5 separate regions of the Mus musculus genome follow, and regions 2, 3, 4 and 5 are each linked to region 1. Evidence: chromatin contacts called from public HiCAR-type and promoter capture Hi-C data. All regions are on one chromosome and are shown on one strand. The core of a region is the stretch at or near the end of the contact, and the rest is flanking DNA. Distances in the headings are between cores, read along the strand shown. Region 1 holds the start of Oscp1 (organic solute carrier partner 1). Region 2 holds the start of Pou3f1 (POU domain, class 3, transcription factor 1). Region 3 holds the start of Tmem35b (transmembrane protein 35B). Region 4 holds the start of Gnl2 (guanine nucleotide binding protein-like 2 (nucleolar)). Region 5 holds the start of Zmym1 (zinc finger, MYM domain containing 1).

Evidence for each region. Promoter capture Hi-C pulls out the DNA fragments that hold promoters and counts their contacts. HiCAR-type assays count read pairs that join an accessible place to other places.
Region 2: a contact with region 1 is called in a promoter capture Hi-C map of embryonic stem cells, with 4 times the contacts expected there. The contact joins the promoter of Pou3f1 here to the promoter of Oscp1 in region 1. A contact is called at or near these places in 1 of 39 promoter capture datasets (embryonic stem cells) and 1 of 9 other capture datasets (adipose tissue).
Region 3: a contact with region 1 is called in a promoter capture Hi-C map of liver, with 4 times the contacts expected there. The contact joins the promoter of Tmem35b here to the promoter of Oscp1 in region 1.
Region 4: a HiCAR-type map of astrocytes shows a contact between it and region 1, with 4 times the contacts expected there. The contact joins the promoter of Gnl2 here to the promoter of Oscp1 in region 1. A contact is called at or near these places in 3 of 39 promoter capture datasets (hippocampal neurons, liver and pre-B cells), 1 of 484 Hi-C or Micro-C datasets (B cells) and 2 of 115 datasets of contacts at active chromatin or transcription factors (astrocytes and embryonic forebrain).
Region 5: a contact with region 1 is called in a promoter capture Hi-C map of liver, with 4 times the contacts expected there. The contact joins the promoter of Zmym1 here to the promoter of Oscp1 in region 1. A contact is called at or near these places in 2 of 39 promoter capture datasets (both in liver).

Annotation. Positions count from the first base shown.
Region 1 is chr4:126,056,991-126,060,198 of GRCm38.p6, reverse strand. It overlaps Oscp1 (organic solute carrier partner 1), which reads right to left and starts at 1,634. Exons shown (of 10, transcript NM_172701.3): 1 at 1,407-1,634. The coding sequence starts at 1,518.
Region 2 is chr4:124,656,199-124,659,406 of GRCm38.p6, reverse strand. It overlaps Pou3f1 (POU domain, class 3, transcription factor 1), which reads right to left and starts at 1,761. Exons shown (of 1, transcript NM_011141.2): 1 at 1-1,761. The coding sequence starts at 1,700. The coding sequence ends at 351. Gm2164 (predicted gene 2164) reads left to right here and starts at 1,920. Exons shown (of 11, transcript NR_168006.1): 1 at 1,920-2,567.
Region 3 is chr4:127,124,471-127,127,678 of GRCm38.p6, reverse strand. It overlaps Tmem35b (transmembrane protein 35B), which reads right to left and starts at 1,636. Exons shown (of 3, transcript NM_001099319.2): 1 at 1,486-1,636. The coding sequence starts at 1,590.
Region 4 is chr4:125,028,519-125,031,726 of GRCm38.p6, reverse strand. Gnl2 (guanine nucleotide binding protein-like 2 (nucleolar)) reads right to left here and starts at 1,713. Exons shown (of 16, transcript NM_145552.2): 1 at 1,533-1,713. The coding sequence starts at 1,596.
Region 5 is chr4:127,059,424-127,062,631 of GRCm38.p6, reverse strand. It overlaps Zmym1 (zinc finger, MYM domain containing 1), which reads left to right and starts at 1,478. Exons shown (of 8, transcript NM_026670.5): 1 at 1,478-1,636; 2 at 2,973-3,122.

The sequences.
Region 1 (3,208 bases), core at 385-2,884:
TTGAGGAAATGCCTCCATGAGATCCAACTCTAAGGCATTTTCTCAATTAGTGATCAAGGGGAAAGGCCCCTTGTGGGTGGGACCATCTCTGGGCTGGTAGTCTTGAGTTCTATAAGAGAGCAGGCTGAGCAAGCCAGGGAAGGCAAGCCAGTAAAGAACATCCCTCCATGACCTCTGCATCAGCTCCTGCTTCCTGACCTGCTTGAGTTCCAGTCCTGACTTCCTTTGGTGATGAACAGCAGCATGGAAGTGTAAGCCGAATAAACCCTTTCCTCCCCAACTTGCTTCTTGGTCATGATGTTTGTGCAGGAATAGAAACCCTGACTAAGACAGTGTCCTAATCGGAGGGCCCCAACGTGTTCTGCCTAGGACTTGGTCTCCATTTAGACAGGAGTGGAAGGTTGTCGGCAATTTTGAGGAGAGACATACTAGACATATTTGCATTTTATAAAGCCCCACTAGACATATTTGCATTTTGTAAAGCCCCTGGTAGCAAGGCTGGGAATGAATGGAAGGGAGTGGTCCAGAGGGTTCTCTTGTCTGTTTACGTATGCACTTACACAAAATCAGACACACCATCTGAATGTGCCTGTTTAACATCAATGGAGGGGACATAAGCTGTTGGGAGGAAATCGAGCTTTCATTAGTGTTCAGTTGTCCTTTAGATAAATGTTTACTCCTCTGCCTACAAATACAATAGCCCAGCAAATTTGGTGAACAAAGTTGTTTGCTGAGAAGTAAGATAGACTGGCAGCGTGTTTTGGGTGGTCGTTTCTCTCTGCACTACACATGGCATAATTTTGCATTTTATAAGCCTTCCAAAAGTATTTTCACAATTGCAACCCCTTCCAACACTTGCAAAATCAAGAAGCATGTTTTCGTTCTTATCTATATTATTTTGGGGCCCTACATTTCTAGAAATGGCTTCTGAAATGAGCATGACCAGGCTTCTGCTTACGTAGGAGGACAGAGACGCGGGCGTCCCCATCTGTTTTGTGGGGGTTAACGGATGGTTATACCTGCCAAAAGTATCTTGTCAACTGTAACTACTTTTGGAAATAGACAGATTTCCAGAGACTGGGAAATCGAGGGCTCAGGCACTGTAAGTATGTCCAATGTATTAGGCTTCTCTGTGGGGAAATGCTCTTTTGGAGAATTAATTTGACTCCGGAGGGCTTCCAACTGCATGGGCTCTGCGTCTTTTGAGAAAGATACCCGGCTGTCAAAGAGAAGTGCGCAGAGGCATCGGTTTGGCTATTGGGATGAGGGGAAGGGGGTCAGGTGCCGGTCGGCCTGGGTATCAGGACGGAGGTTGGAGGGGGGCTGGTGCTAGGCTGCGGTTCTGTATAGGGACATTTAGTGCGGTGAGGAAGGGAACAGATCAAGGCTGCGGGGGCGTTACTTACCTTTGCGGGCCTTGTCTCCGGGGATGTTCTGGGCCCTCAGTCGCTGGTCTAGGACGTAAAGCATCTCCCCGCCCAAGTTCAAAAAGAGCAGCGGCAGAGTCCGAACCGACATAGTGCCGGAAACCCGCAGGGTAGATGAAGGAAGAACCCCAGGGTTTGTGATTTAGCAGCCTGGAGGCCCCTACGCGTCCATAGCCCGGTTGCTGGGGCAACGCCGGGAACAGAAAGGCGAACCAATCACATGGTGGATTGATAGGAGGTGGCCGAAGACCGGCGCTTATTGGGTTAAGTGACAAAGATCGCTTCAGGGGATTGGTTCAAACGGAGGCGCGCACCTTTGGCCTCCCGGGAGCGCTGGTTTTGAGTTTTCCAGTTTAGCTTTGGTGTCGCCGGGAGCGTTCCAGCCAGCCGCGCGTATCTGCCGTGGCCCAGCCATCGCACCGGAAACTAGGAAAATCAACCCCAGCGTCTTCGGAGTCGTTCGCCTAGAGTCGTCTAGCGTCCCGGTCCGCCATGGCCTGCTGTGCTGCGGGCAGATTTGTGAACTATCTCCCAGGGACGTGCAGAGGAACCAGTGAGGTCATGGCAAGCGCCACGAAGGCATTCTGAGTTATTATAATCCCTCATCTCGATTAGTTATATCATTTGTCTCCTTTCTAACCCCTCCTGGAAGCGATGTTACGCCGGATTTACTACTCAGTGAGGCAACCCAGCCCGGCCCTCCTAGCAACTTAAGTAGCACCCTCGCGTTTCTTCACCTACGGCTGGACCTTTTCAGACGATTCGTCATCAGTGTTTCTGCTAAGCACTTCTCTCTCCAGCCACAGCAATCTTGAGACTTGAGCTTTGGAACCTACATCCACCTCCTTTAATAATCAGCCACTTCCTCCTTTTCCTTGTAGAATCCTCGCATTCCTTAATTCCCCTTTCTGCATTCCTACGTTCCTCTGTGTCACTGCTCTGATGCTGTTGGACTAAATTTCAAAAGGCGCCGCTTACAAAACACAGCTCATTCCTTCAATGTCTTCCTTCCTGCTTGTGGCATCCTCCACGTCACACCTTCTAGTCGTTTTTCTTTCCTCCCAAGAGCCAAACTTTTTAAAATTGTCTAGTACAACTTGAACCTTTTTGTTTTGTTTTGAAACAGGGTTTCTCTGTGTTGTCCTGGCTGTCCTGGAACTTGCTCTGTAGACCAGGCTGGCTTCAAACTCGGAGATCCACCTGCTTCAGGCTCTGGGAGTGCTGTGACCCGGCACATGAGCTTAACACCTCAGCCCCACCTGTAATAAACATCTTTATCTTCTGGTGGGCCTTATGCATTTTGTTATCTGCCCAGCTTCCAACACTATCTCAAGTTTTGGCAGAACACGGTCCCTTTCAGAGTTTGCCTCTGTGTACTGTCAGACTGGATAGGGTCAAGACAGAGCAGCAAGGTGTGGCTGCACTTGCCTTTGATCCCAGCACTTTGTAAGCAGAGTCCAGCCTGGTCTACATAGCAAGTTCTAGGACAGTCAGGACTGGGTCCCTGTCTTTAAAACCAACAAAAATCAGGCTGGAGAGATGGCTCAGCGGTTAAGATCACTGACTGCTCTTCCGAAGGTCCTGAGTTCAATTCCCAGCAACCACATGGTAGCTCACACCCATCCGTAACGAGATCTGGCGCCCTCTTCTGGAGTGTCTGAAGACAGCTACAGTGTACTTACATATAATAAATGAATAAATCTTTAAAAACAAAAATCCAAAACCAGAGAGAGCTAGGTTTGAACACTAGTCAGCTTTCAAAATTGGACAAGTTGTCTATG
Region 2 (3,208 bases), core at 512-3,011, 1.4 Mb after region 1:
CCGAACAGCCCAGGGGCAGGGGCGGGGGTCGTCGAGGGGATGGGGATAGGGAGCAGGCAGTGGGCACAGGGCGCCCAGAGTGAGTTGGCGCATTCTGGATCTTCCGCTGCTCTCTCCCGGGACTCGGGCGACACAGCCTCTCGGCCGCCTTTCGCCGCTCGCTGGAGAGAGGGGTCGGTCCCGGGTGTTTGGTTTTGTTTAAAAGTTTCTGAGCTTTTTTTTTTTTTTTTTTTTTTCCTTTTTGTAAAATCCAAAGCAAAACCGAATAAACAACAAAAAGAGTCCAGGCCGCGCGCGCTAACTGCGCGCCGGAGGCACCGCTGCGCCGGCGGGGAACCCAGTCCGCAGGGTCACTGCACAGAGCCGGGCAGTGTGTGGTGGTGGTGGTGGTGCAGCGCGGCCGGCGGGGGTGGCGGGGGCGCAGAAGGTGGCGACGCGCTGCCCCCGCCAGGCCCCAGCTCCCCAGGCGCATAAACGTCGTCCATGGGCGGGTGGCCCGCGCCGGCCGCGGGGGTCATGCGCTTCTCCTTCTGCCGCCGGTTGCAGAACCAGACACGCACCACCTCCTTCTCCAGTTGCAGGCTGTCGGCCAGGCCGGTGATCTCGTGCGCAGACGGCTTGGGACACTTGAGAAAGTGGCTCTCGAGCGCGCCTTTGACACCCACCTCGATGGACGTGCGCTTCTTGCGCTTGCGGCCCTGCGCCGCGATCTTGTCCAGGTTGGTGGGGCTGCCGCTGGACGAGTCGGTCTCCTCCAGCCACTTGTTGAGCAGCGGCTTGAGCTTGCACATGTTCTTGAAGCTCAGCTGCAGGGCCTCGAAACGGCAGATGGTGGTCTGCGAGAACACGTTACCGTAGAGGGTGCCCAGCGCCAGTCCCACGTCGGCCTGGGTGAAGCCCAGCTTGATGCGTCGTTGCTTGAACTGCTTGGCGAACTGCTCCAGGTCGTCGGAGCTGGGAGCATCCTCGTCCGAGTGCTCGCCCACCGACGAGCCACCACCGCCCGCGCCCGGGTGCAGGTGCGCCGCCGCCGCGTGCAGGCCGCCCGCGTGTGCATGTCCGTGTGCGTGTCCGTGTGCGCCCAGGTGCGGTGGTGGCGACGGCTCCAGCTGTGCCTCGTGGCCGTCCTCGTGCAGTGCGTGGTGCAGGCCGGGTCCCGCGCCGCCGCCTCCCGCCGCCAGCATCCCGGCCAGGCCGCCGCCGCCGCCACCGGGGTAGGCCGCCTGAGCGTACAGCCCGAGCGGCTGGGGCTGGTGACCCCCGCCGGCCCCGGGCGACGGCGACATGGCGGGGCCCAAGTGGTGCGCTGTGCCGCCTTGTGCCCATGCCGCGCCCGCGTGGGCCGCCCCTTGGTGCACCAGGCGGGCGTGGAAACCGCCGCCACCGCCGCCGTCGTCAGCTCGGCCGGTACCGCCACCGCCTGCCTTGCCGTGTTCCAGGTGCGGGCCGCCCGCCCAGTCGCCGCCGCCGCCTCCTCCCGTGGGTAGCCATTGAGGGTGCGCTAGGCCCACGGGGTGGCCCGCGCCCGCGCCCAGCCACTCGTGGTGCATCAGCTTCTGCACTTCGCGGTACGCGGCCCCCGCGTGCAGCCGCTCGGCCGCCGCTGCCGCCGCCGCGGCGGCATCGGGATGCATGAGCGGCCCTGTGCCCCCAGCTCCGCCGCCGGGGCCCCGCGGCAGATACTGCGCGGTGGTGGCCATGCCGCCCCGCGCCCTGCGCCGCCCCGCCGCCGCCGCCGCCTCGCTCCGTCTGCGGGCCCCGCCGCCGCGCTCCGCCGGCTTAAAGCCCGGACCCGCTGGGCGCTCCGGAGCCCCACCCCGCCCGCCGCCCATTGGCTGCCCGCGGAGCCGCCTCCCGCCTCCCGGCCCCGGCCTCCTCCCCCCGTGCCCGCCCGCCGCCGGGGCCTGCAACCCGGAGCTCGCTATTGGGTCTCGCTCCCGGGGTCCCGCGCGCCGGCAGTGCTGATTGGCCGCTGGGGCTTCATTCATGACCCCCACCACCACCGCCCGCGTACACATTCACGCCCCGGGGGCGCGGCCGCCACGTGGGGAGTGGCGCGGGGGTGGCACTGGGACCGCACCCCCTCCGGTCCCGGCTGCGTGGGCCCCGCTCTCACCGCAGCGCGGGAGACTCGGAGCCCGGTCGGTCCCCACGTTCCACACAAGCTCAATTTCCGCCTGCATCCCACTGGGGCGGGCGGGGGATTGCGGGCTCCGGGAGGCGCTCGGGTTCCGAGCAGAGACTCAGCCCCGCACTCTTCCCTGCGCTGCGCCTCTGCCTGCGGGCCAGGATCCCGCGAGTCTGGGCTGCAGCGAGAGCGAAGCTGCGTGGCTTCCCGGCTCGGTACCGCGCGGCTGCTAACCTCCGGGGCCTCGCCTCCTGCGGCTGCCAGGTCGCATCGCGTTCTCCCAAGGTCTTGGTTTTCCCTCTACTCCCTCTAGACTCAGCGCCACAACTAGCTGGACCTCTGCAGTCCTGAAAGTGCAGCAGGCACGGACAGATTCGGATCGGCTTGGGCTTCACGCCTCTCGCCGGCTCGCCTTCCTTTCCCTGGGCACCGAGGCCAGGTGAGTACCGCGTGGGCAGTGCTGAGCCAGGACAGTGAGCCGCTGAGCCTGTACGCGGAGATGCAAGCTCCAGGAACCAGTTGGGCTCCAGGGTTCTGGAATGAGAGAACCTCGGGGTGGAGACTGGTTCCAGAGAAAGCGCCACCAGTGGGTGGGGAATGGACACTGGGCCCTGTCCTGCGCTGCTGTAGCCTTTTCGTGTTGTTTTCCTCCCAGCTGGAACCGGTGGTCTGTCGGCAGCGCTGGTTGTGCTGGGGTTATGCCGCCCGGAAACTTGCAGAATAGGATTTGTGGACTGACTTAGGGAAGGACAGTTGGGCACCTCGGAAATCCAATGTGCAGGCTGGCAGCTGGCAGCTGGCAGCTGTCTAGCCTCCCGTGGAGTCAACTCGGACTTGTCTGATAGGGAATTGAGTTCGAGGTGTCCTTGTTGGAGAAGTGGACAGTGGGATGCGGCCAACTTCTTCATCCCTGTCCTTGTTTTGTGTCTCTCCTAAGGATCCTGAGTGGAGGGGGCCTCAGTTGGAGCTGGTGTGTGCTTCCTCAGTCTGCATGCCTCCGTACTTCTGCCTATTCCTCTGCTGGGCTTCTGTACACTGCTAGACCTTCTTCTGCTTCAAAGTGATTCAAAGATTTCTGGG
Region 3 (3,208 bases), core at 387-2,886, 1.1 Mb before region 1:
CTGACCTTGACCTATAGGGCTGGCTTTTGGAATTAGGAACAGACGTGCCCGTGTGAAAAAGGGCTTCAGGTGTAGTCGGTTTTATGTCCTAACCAGACCTCTCCATAGATGATAACCCAGCTCAAATCCCAGAAGAAGGGAGCAGGGCTTGGCTTTCCCATCTAGGGCCAGGGCCTAGGAAGGGCTACAGATTCTCTTTGTGCCAGGTCTAGTTTCTCTTCTCTCTGAATATCTGCAGGTGGGATGGATAGACTCCTTAGAGAATGACTGACACTTTCCATCTTCTATGCAGGTCCTGATTCTACTGTGGCAGACACAAGGAACAGCTGAGGGGGTGTAACACACCCTACTCAGACCCTTCCCTGGGCCTGCTCCACCCTCAGGACTGTTTCCTGTGGTCCAACAGCAGCCCTGCCTGTCCTACTCTGGCTTCCAAGGAGGGAGCTCCATACTGTCACCTACAGAGCTGCTCCAGAACCCCACAGCTGAATTGAAAGGGGGAAAAAAAGCACGGATTTTAAATTTACACTTTTATGCTGGGCTACAGTGACAGCTATCCTGGAGTGTATGTGGTCCAAGGGCCGCACATGAGACACACCTGCAGAGAGTTTAAGCTGTTTGGCTTTTACCATATCTATCCTAAAGAACCCACCATCTTAGGGAAGAAGAAAGAAGAAAAGAGGAGGAGGAGGGGAGGAGAGGAGGGGAAGAAGAAAGAGGAAAGGAAGAAGAAAAAAGGAGGAAGGGAGGAGAGGAGGAGGAGGAAAAGGAGAAGAAAATCGTAGTAGTACCCAGGCTTGGGAGGTGGCAACAGGGGTCTTCCACAGAGCCTGGCTTCTCTGAGGGTCTGGAAACTGCTGGTAGACCCTCTCGGGATAAGGAACTACAGTCAGTGACTTCTATGCTTCTGTCCCAGGCTGCGTGGGACACTGAGGAGTCTAGTTAGATTGGTCTACTTTGAGCCTTGCTTGAATAGCTGTGTAATGTTTTGGTAAATTACATTTTACCATCATGACTAGTTTCAAGCTTAAAAAAGATTTCTAAGGTAGGTAAGCCGTTAATCCCAGTAGTCTGGAGGTTGGGGTAGGTGGATCTCTGCAAGTTCGAGGCCAGCCACTACACTGAGTGAGCTCCGGGCCAGCCAGCCAGAGGGACACATTCAGAAGACCAGCTCAAACAAACAAACAAAAACCAAATAAAGTAAAATTCTGCCTCCCCAACCTGGAACAATGGGTTGGTGGATGTGGGGTGGAGAGGGGTGCTAGGTCACTTTTTCACTTTGTCTTCCTGGACCTCCTGAGTCCCATCACTTCTCCAACTCTAAATCGGCCTGGGGACAACATGCTCAGCCAGCAGTTAAGTCCCGTGCCCTCCCACCTGGAGAAGGTGTAGAAAATAGGAGGAAAGGCCCAGGCGGCCTCGAGCCCGAAGGCATGAAGCCCCCGGGAACCGAGCACACACTGTCCTTCCCCGGGTGCCGCTCACCATCTGTTGTGACACGGGGGCCGAGACCTGAAAGAGCTTGGCAGCCCCGGTGAGCGCGAAGAAGACGCCAAGCAGAACCCGCAACACGCCTACCCTGAACGACATAGCAGCGCCCGCCTTCCTGGACGACTCTTCCTCCCTACCGGAAGACTACAGTCGGTCCGGCCCGCCCACCCGGTTACGCCCAACTTTCAGCCCCGCCCACTGATGGCCACCTCCGCTAAGACCCGCCCACTGAGGCCTTTCCTTACAGGCTGTACTCATTGTGGAGGGTGCGGAGTATCGGGTGTGTGTCCACGCGATCTGGCCTTCAAACCCACCCGTGCTAGAGGAATCTGACACCACCCAACTCCCTGAGTGTCTCTGGGTCTGCAGCTGTATGGAAGTTGCACAATGGCCTTCAGAAAGTTACTAGAAAATCAGTGAACCCTACAATTAATGAGCAATAAAGCAGTAACTGTAAGTTTTTCTGGTCCACCTATGCCTAAAATACCTGCCCCTCCCATTGCTCAACCAAAAGAAAAATGAGAAAGATATTTAAAGAATCCCTTACTTGGTTGCACTGGCAAACAGAGGACCAATTTTTTCCGGTTGTCGAGTTTTTTAACACACACCCATAAGGAAAATAATAACATTCTAGAAATGATTAAGCAATGTTCAAGGAATTTTCACAACAATTGAAAATTATATAAAACTAACACCTCGGGGTACAAGGGTGAAAGTGTTGACCTGCATCCATTTGTATACCATCTATGGCTGAGCCACTGAATACTATCTGACCTTTCATGAAAGCTGGCTACTGCCACGCATGATGTGCCTGTAATTCCCCAACTAGTGAGGATAAGGCCTGAGGACTGCCCAGAGTTGAATGAACTTCACAGCAAGAACTAGGCTAGTGAGGACTATATCGCAAAGGCCAGTCTCAAAATAAAATAAAATAAAATAATTCCCAAGCCCTGGTCTATGGGTCCAAAAGAAGCCCTATGGTCTCAAACCCTCCCACTGTTCATGCTTACTGGCCACGTACTTGGATCTGCTTCCATCTACATAACTCTCGGAGGGCTGGCGATATGGCTGGTGACTAAAACTGCTCATGTTTTTAAAGTGCACATGCCTACTTGGTCATGCAGGAAGGTACTGGTTGCTGGCCTAACTTAACTCTGTTTTGTCACTTTTTTTCCCCTGAGTCACTTTCTCCTGTGATAGATAACCTTGGAAAGACAAAACTCACCCAAAAGCATAATGACAGTGAAGAAGCAAAGCCAGCTCCAAGCAGCAGCGAGTCTGGCAGAGCAGACCAGGCCTTAAATGGGGCAAATGCCACAGTGATGAGGCTAAAACCAAACTGCTCCCTAAAGTGGGAACCATTTGCAAAACTAGAACTGAAAGAACCATCAATCAGACGACTGTCCTTACCAAGAAGTCCGACTGTCAGGCGCCCAACCCTCCACTGTTCCCTTTTCCTGTGATATTTCAGAGTCCCAGTTAGTCCTTCAAACTAAGGTGGCATTGTGTCCCAGCAGTCAGGAAGCAGAGGTAGTCAGATCTCTGAGTTCTAAGCTAGCCTGGTTGACATGAGTTCCAGGATAGCTAGGGCTATACAGAGAGGCCCTGTCTCAAACAAAACAAAACAAAAACTGCTGAGGTGGGTGGGGTCAATGAATCACAATTTGTTCTTCCCAGCCCAGTCTTGCTCTGCCCTTCACTGCTCACCTCTAACTGG
Region 4 (3,208 bases), core at 464-2,963, 1.0 Mb after region 1:
TCTTGTCCTAAATTTTTAATAATTTTATTTATTTATACTTCATATGTAAGTATAATATGTAATACCATATCCTGCCCACATGTCTCTGCACTAAACACACACAGCGTGTCAGTGAAGGCCAGAAGTGGGTGGCAGATCTCTTGGAACTGGAGTTACAGATAGATGGTCGTCTGTATCATGGGTGCTGGGAATCACTGCAGGTCCCCTGCAAGAACAGCCAGCGTTCTTAACCCCTGAGCCATCTCTCCAGCCCCTCCCACTCTAAATTTTAAGAGAGAACCCAAAATCAAACTAAACCCCTGGAGGGCTCTCCTGAGAAGTCGGCCCACACACATCTGGCTACCTATCCTTTTCCTGAGTCCCTCTTCCTACCAACCCTCAAGGTTTCCGTCTACATTTTTCAGCTGTTGATAAACTTAACCCCTGCTTAGAAACATCATCACACTAATCACCAACCAATCCCAAGTGAATCTTCCAAATGCATGGTATTATGTGACTTAATACAGTTATAAAAGATCACAAAGTAACGCAGCAACTTTCCTGCATGTTCTCCTTTAGTACTGCTACATACACAGTACTAAACATTATACGGATATATGTGGGTAGATGCCTTGAAGGCCAGAGGTATCAGATTCCCCTTGGAGTTGAACTTCCAGGTAGGTGAGAGCTGATTGAACTGGAATTGAACTCTGGTCCTCCTGCAACAGCAGTACGAGTGAGCTCTTATTCTCCCCATGTTCTCTCCAGTCTCTGAGTGTTTTCATCATTTTTTTAAAAAAATCTAATCAAAACCCTAATTATGCAAATTACAAGGAGATACAGAAGTCAGCTATCCTTGCAGCCTTACGGAGACAAGAGTATACCTAATTTTTCCCCCCACCAGTTTGAGACAGTCTCACTATGCAGACCAGGCTGGCCTCGAATTCACAAGAGATCTGTCTGTCCTGCCTTCCCAGTATTGGGAACTACAGGGATGCGTCACCAAGCCCCTCTATGACTAACCCATATTTAAACACAGTTTTAGTAGCTAAATCAAAGTGGGAGGGACTCCTCGAAAGCCTGTTTTGTTTGCCCTGTAGATGGGAATTTCTCGTATCTCAAAACCACCTCTATTGAAATCACTATATTTACCTGAAGTGTTGCTTATGCATGGTCTGATTCCACGGTCAAAGCTAAGGTGGCACGAATGCTATGGTTAAGGGTAAAATGCCACCTGGGCCAACCTACTCCACTCTGTGTCTTCAGTCTGTACCCTGTAGTCCAGATAGCCACTAACTCGTGATCCCCTCTGCCTCAGCTTCCTAAGTGCTGGGATGACAGGCATGTGCCAGGACTCCAGGACCCTAGCCCACTTTTAACTTGCCTTTCTCTACACCTCCTCCTGAGAGGCCTCGGGGCTGCCAGAGGCTGGCGTGACTCATCCCCCAACTTTAGAGCAGGTGCCTAGACCTCGGGTCCGCCGCCCAGGCCGGAACGGGCCTTCCTCCGTCCCCGACGGCTCCTGCGGCCTGGTCCCGCCCGGTCCGCCGTACCTGGGTTGGTGCTGGCCGCCGAGCGGTTGATGGTGCTCCGTCCTTTGTACTTGGGCTTCACCATCCTGACGACAGTACCGACACCGCTCTGCTACTCGCGAGGTAAACCACTTCACGACTTCCCAGCCGGGAAAGCGTCCTGTGTGAAGCACGTTGGACCCTGAACACGCGCGACGTCACTTCCGCTCGCGCTACGCGACTTCCTGAGAGCGCGCGGCGCTTGCCTAAGGCTGACCCGGCTCCGCCTCTGTCCTGCTCCCGCCTCCCCCGGGTCTAGCAACCGTCAAGCGTCCCTTCCATAGCAACGTCCAGGGCACCGGGCAGTCCTGGGTTTAGTGAGAAAAAGAGAGAAAGAGAAAAAGAGAGAAGCCTGTTCTCGGCCCAGTGCATGAGCTGATGGGAATTTGCCCTCTGAACCTTTCTAAAAGTGTTCCAGCAAGAGCGGGCAAATATCAGAACAGGTCATACCTGCCTTTAAATTTTAGGCTGGAGTAGAGCAGTTTTTAGTAACAACAGACTTTGGATTCAAGCCTCAGCTTGAAAGAAAGAGAGAGAGACAGAGAGACAGAGAGAGAGACAGAGAGAGAGAGAGAGAGAGAGAGAGAGAGACAGAGAGAGAGAGAGAGAGAGATTTTAAATTCTCCAATGGTTTATTATCGCAAAGAGAGACAGATTCAAACTCCTTCCAATCCCTACAAAACTTGTGATCTGGCTCCGTTCCTCTGACCTCATTTCTCCCTCTTCTGACATTTACACTGAATGTTGCTCTGTTTGATCACACATTCCCTGAATCGGCATCGCTGGTTCCTTCTGGTCAGTTCCTGCTCAAATATCCTCTATCCATAGGATTGCAAACACTAGCAAATTCATCAGCATGGTGACACACACCTATAATACCAATGCTCAAAAGGCAGAGGAAGGAGTTCCAGACTTGTCCACATTATATAGCATGACTTGTCTCCAAGAAGGTGGAGGAGTAGGAGTAGGAGCAGGAGGAGGGGGAGGAGGAGGAGGAGGGGGAAGCAGGAGGGGGGGAGGAGAACATCAAGAAAAAAAATACAAGACAGTGAAATTTGAATTTCAGGTTAAAAATAAATAAACACACTTTCTAGCTTATATTCCAATCATCGTTTAGGATAACTTAAAGGATCTAAGGAAACATGATATACTTGAGAGGCTAAGGCAGGAGGATTGTCACAAGTTCAAATCCAGCTTGAGCTACATAGAGAGACCCTACACCAAAAGATTTTTTTCACTGTTCACTTGTTTTTAAATGGAACTACATTCTCTTGATCTATCTGGCAGCAGCTCCTTTGGCAGAAGTATTTGCTGAGTTACTGATTTAAGTCAGCCACTCTCTTCCTGTTATTCCATCCCACCTCACTTCACGGCACATGCCACTACCCGAAATGACTCTGTTCACAAGAGCATTGGCTGCTTTCTTGGGTCTAGGCCATAAGCTTAGGAAAATGGAAATCAGGTACGTTATTCACCTCCGTGTCCCCAGAACGTAACAAAGCTGAGTGTGTTGGCATGAGCCTCTAACCTCAGCATTTGAGGTTAGACTATCTGCCGTGAGTTCAAGGCTAGTCTAGCCTGGGCTATATAGGAAGATACAAGCCAAACTGTAGAAAAAGACATTATCTTTTTGTTTGTTTGTTTGCTTGTGTTTTGAG
Region 5 (3,208 bases), core at 229-2,728, 1.0 Mb before region 1:
AGAGAGGAGAGTGCGTAGAGCAAGTGAAGGCTATGGTGGTACATACCTTTAATTCCTACATACCTTTAATTCCAAGCTCTCAGAAGGCAGAAACAGGCAAATCTCTCTGAGCTCTAGGCCTGTCTACACAGTGAGATTCTGTCTCAAAGGAAGGAAGGGAGGGAGGGAGGAAGGAAGGAAGGAAGGAAGGAAGGAAGGAAGGAAGGAAGGAAGAGGTGAGAGCCAGTCTTGGAGGGCAGAGAATCTCTGAATTTGAGGCCAGCCTGGTCTATAGAGTGAGTTCCAGGACAACCAGGGATACACAGAGAAACAGTGTCTCAAAAAAAAAAAAAGAAAAGAAAAGAAAGGAAGGAAGGAAGGAAAGAGAGAGAGAGAGAGAGAGAGAGAGAGAGAGAGAGAGAAAGAAAGAAAGAAAGAAAGAAAGAAAGAAAGAAAGAAAGAAAGAAAGAAAGAGAGAGAAAAGATAGATGGAAGTTATGGTCAAAGACAAGATGAATAGATCATTAAACTTTATATTTTTCTTTACTATTAAGACTTAGAAGCCGGGCGTGGTGGCACACGCCTTTAATCCTAGCACTCCGGAGGCAGAGGCAGGTGGATTTCTGAGTTCGAGGCCAGCCTGGTCTACAAAGTGAGTTCCAAGACAGTCAAGGCTATAGAGAAACCCTATCTCGAAAAACCAAAAAAAAAAAACAAAAAAACTTAGAAATAATCAAAATGATCTGCTCCCTCCTTAATTCTTTAGCTATACCCATCTGTCCCTACTTTTTCATTCCTCTTTTTCTGAGACTATTTACAACCATGTTTTTAAAGTTGTAACTCAACATCTGAGTCACTAATGTTGCATTAGCCCTTAATTTTATTTATGTATGCATGTATGTATTTATTGTGTTTATGTGCACATTGCGGAGGTCAAGGAGCAATTTGCAGGTATCTGTTCTCTTCTTCCACTAAATGGATTCCAGTGACAGAACCCTGCTAGTCAGACTTTGCGGTAAACTCCTTAATAGGCTCTGTCATCTCGTTGCTCTGTCTCAATCCCCCAGCTTTTGTTGTTCCGTTTGTAAAATAAGGTTGGTTTTGAATTTTTAACCACACACCTTCATCTTACAGGCCTGTGCCCCCTCACTCCTGCCTTTAAGGACCCAAATATGCCCATGTGATGACATATTCCCTTAATACCAGAACTAGGGAGGCAGAGTCAGGAGAACCTCTCTAAGTTCAAGACCAGCTTGGTCTGCATAGTGAGTTCCGGGACAGTCAGGGGTACATAAGTGAGACCCTGTCTTAAAACAAAAAAAAACAAAAAACAAAACAAAACAAAAAACGAAAAACGGGCAGCTAAGGTGACATTAAGGATAGCCTAAAACTAAACCCCCCTGACCCGCCCCGTCAACCTCTCCTGCTTAGTCCATCCCCCGCCTCCGCGCCCCAGGCGGACCGCGGTGCGCATGCTCAGCCGCAAAGGCCTCCGGGAGAGGGGCGGAGCCGGCGGGGTTGTTTGCACGGCAAAATGCGAGTGGGCGCTTCCCGCCGCTGAGTTGGAGACAGATCAGCCATCCTCGTGGAGCCGCTCAGGCCCGCTTTTCCAGAGAGAGGCGGCATTTCTCCCGTCCTGAGGAGGGTGACGCGACAGGTAGGAAGACCACAGTGTCAGGAGAGTCGTGCCCCCGGCCTCCAGGCTTCTTAGCGTCCTGGCCTCTGTGCGGTGACTGAGCTTGGTGCGTTTGGTCTCTTGCGGCTTCTTTCTGTAACTGCCTTCCGTTACACCTGTGGCTCTCTTTCCATTAAGCAGTGTATTTTTCAGACATAAACAGATTGGGTGTGTTGGCCCTTGCCTTTAATCCCATCACACGAGTGGCAGGGGGTTCTCTGAGTTCGAAGCCAGGCTGTTCTATAAAGTCTGTTCTAGGCCAATCAGTGCTACTTAATGAGACCTGGATTCAAAAAACAAAAACATCGGGCTGGAGAGAGATAGAAGCAAATAGTTTTATCTGTAGAGTTCTGTGAGTGAAATTTGCAGGTTAGCGCTGGCGGTGGCTGCCCATTTTTCTAATCCTGGCAGGGAGGCAGAGGCCATTGGATCTCTTAGTCTACAGTGCTAGTTAGAGGACCTTGAACATTGTTACTTGTTACATTGTTACTTCCAAATATTTCCAAGGAACTTTTCTTTTTTTAAGATTTATTATATGTAAGTACACTGTAGCTGTCCTTAGATACTCCATAAGAGGGCATCAGATTTCGTTATGGATGGTTGTGAGCCACCATGTGGTTGCTGGGATTTGAACTCAGGACCTTTGGAAGAGCAGTCGGCGCTCTTAACCACTGAGCCATCTCGCCAGCCCCCCAAGTAACATATTTGGACTGTGGTTCATTGCTGGTAACTCATACCAATAGTAAGAGATTACTGTACATTTGTTTGTTTGTTTGTTTGTTTGTTTGTTTTGGCTCTGGGGATGGTTGAAACTGGCTATCATGTTGCTCACAGTTACCTTGAACTCCTGATCTTTCTTCCTCTGACTTCCAAGCTCTCCTATTTTGGGATTTTTTTTTTTTTTTTTTTGAAATGTAAGGAGACTCTGTGAAGAAGAAAAGGGCAAGTGAGATGGCTCAGAGGGTAAAGATTCTTGCCCCCAAATCCGATAACCTGTTTGATCGCCAGGCCCTACATGGTATGAGGAGAGAATGAACTACCATAGGTTGTCTTGATATGTGTGTTTCTACCACCCCGAAACAAATAAATAAATGCAACTTAAAATTCCTATGTTGAGAACCCGGAAAAATGGCTTGGTGAGTAAAGGTGTTTGCAGTCAAGCCTGCCAGCCTGAGATTAATGGCCAAGACTGACTTCTCCACACATGCCATGCATCATGAGTACAGTCCCTTACAAGCATGCACACTTCCAGTGGTAATTAATGTAACTGTTAGAACTTTTACTTAATTATATGTGTATGCGTCTATGTGAATTTCAGCACACCACATGTATTCAAGAGCTGGAGGAGGCCAGAAGCTGGGGTTAAATCTCTTGAAACTGGAGTTACAGGTGCTGGGAACTGAACCCAGGTCCTCTGTAAGAGCAACAAAGTGCCCTTAACCAATGAATCACCCTTCTAATCCTAAATGTAAGTCTTAAAATGTTTCTTTTTTAATTGGGAAATCCTGGGTAAACGGGAAGGAAGCACACACAGCACACCATAGCCTGGTGTTC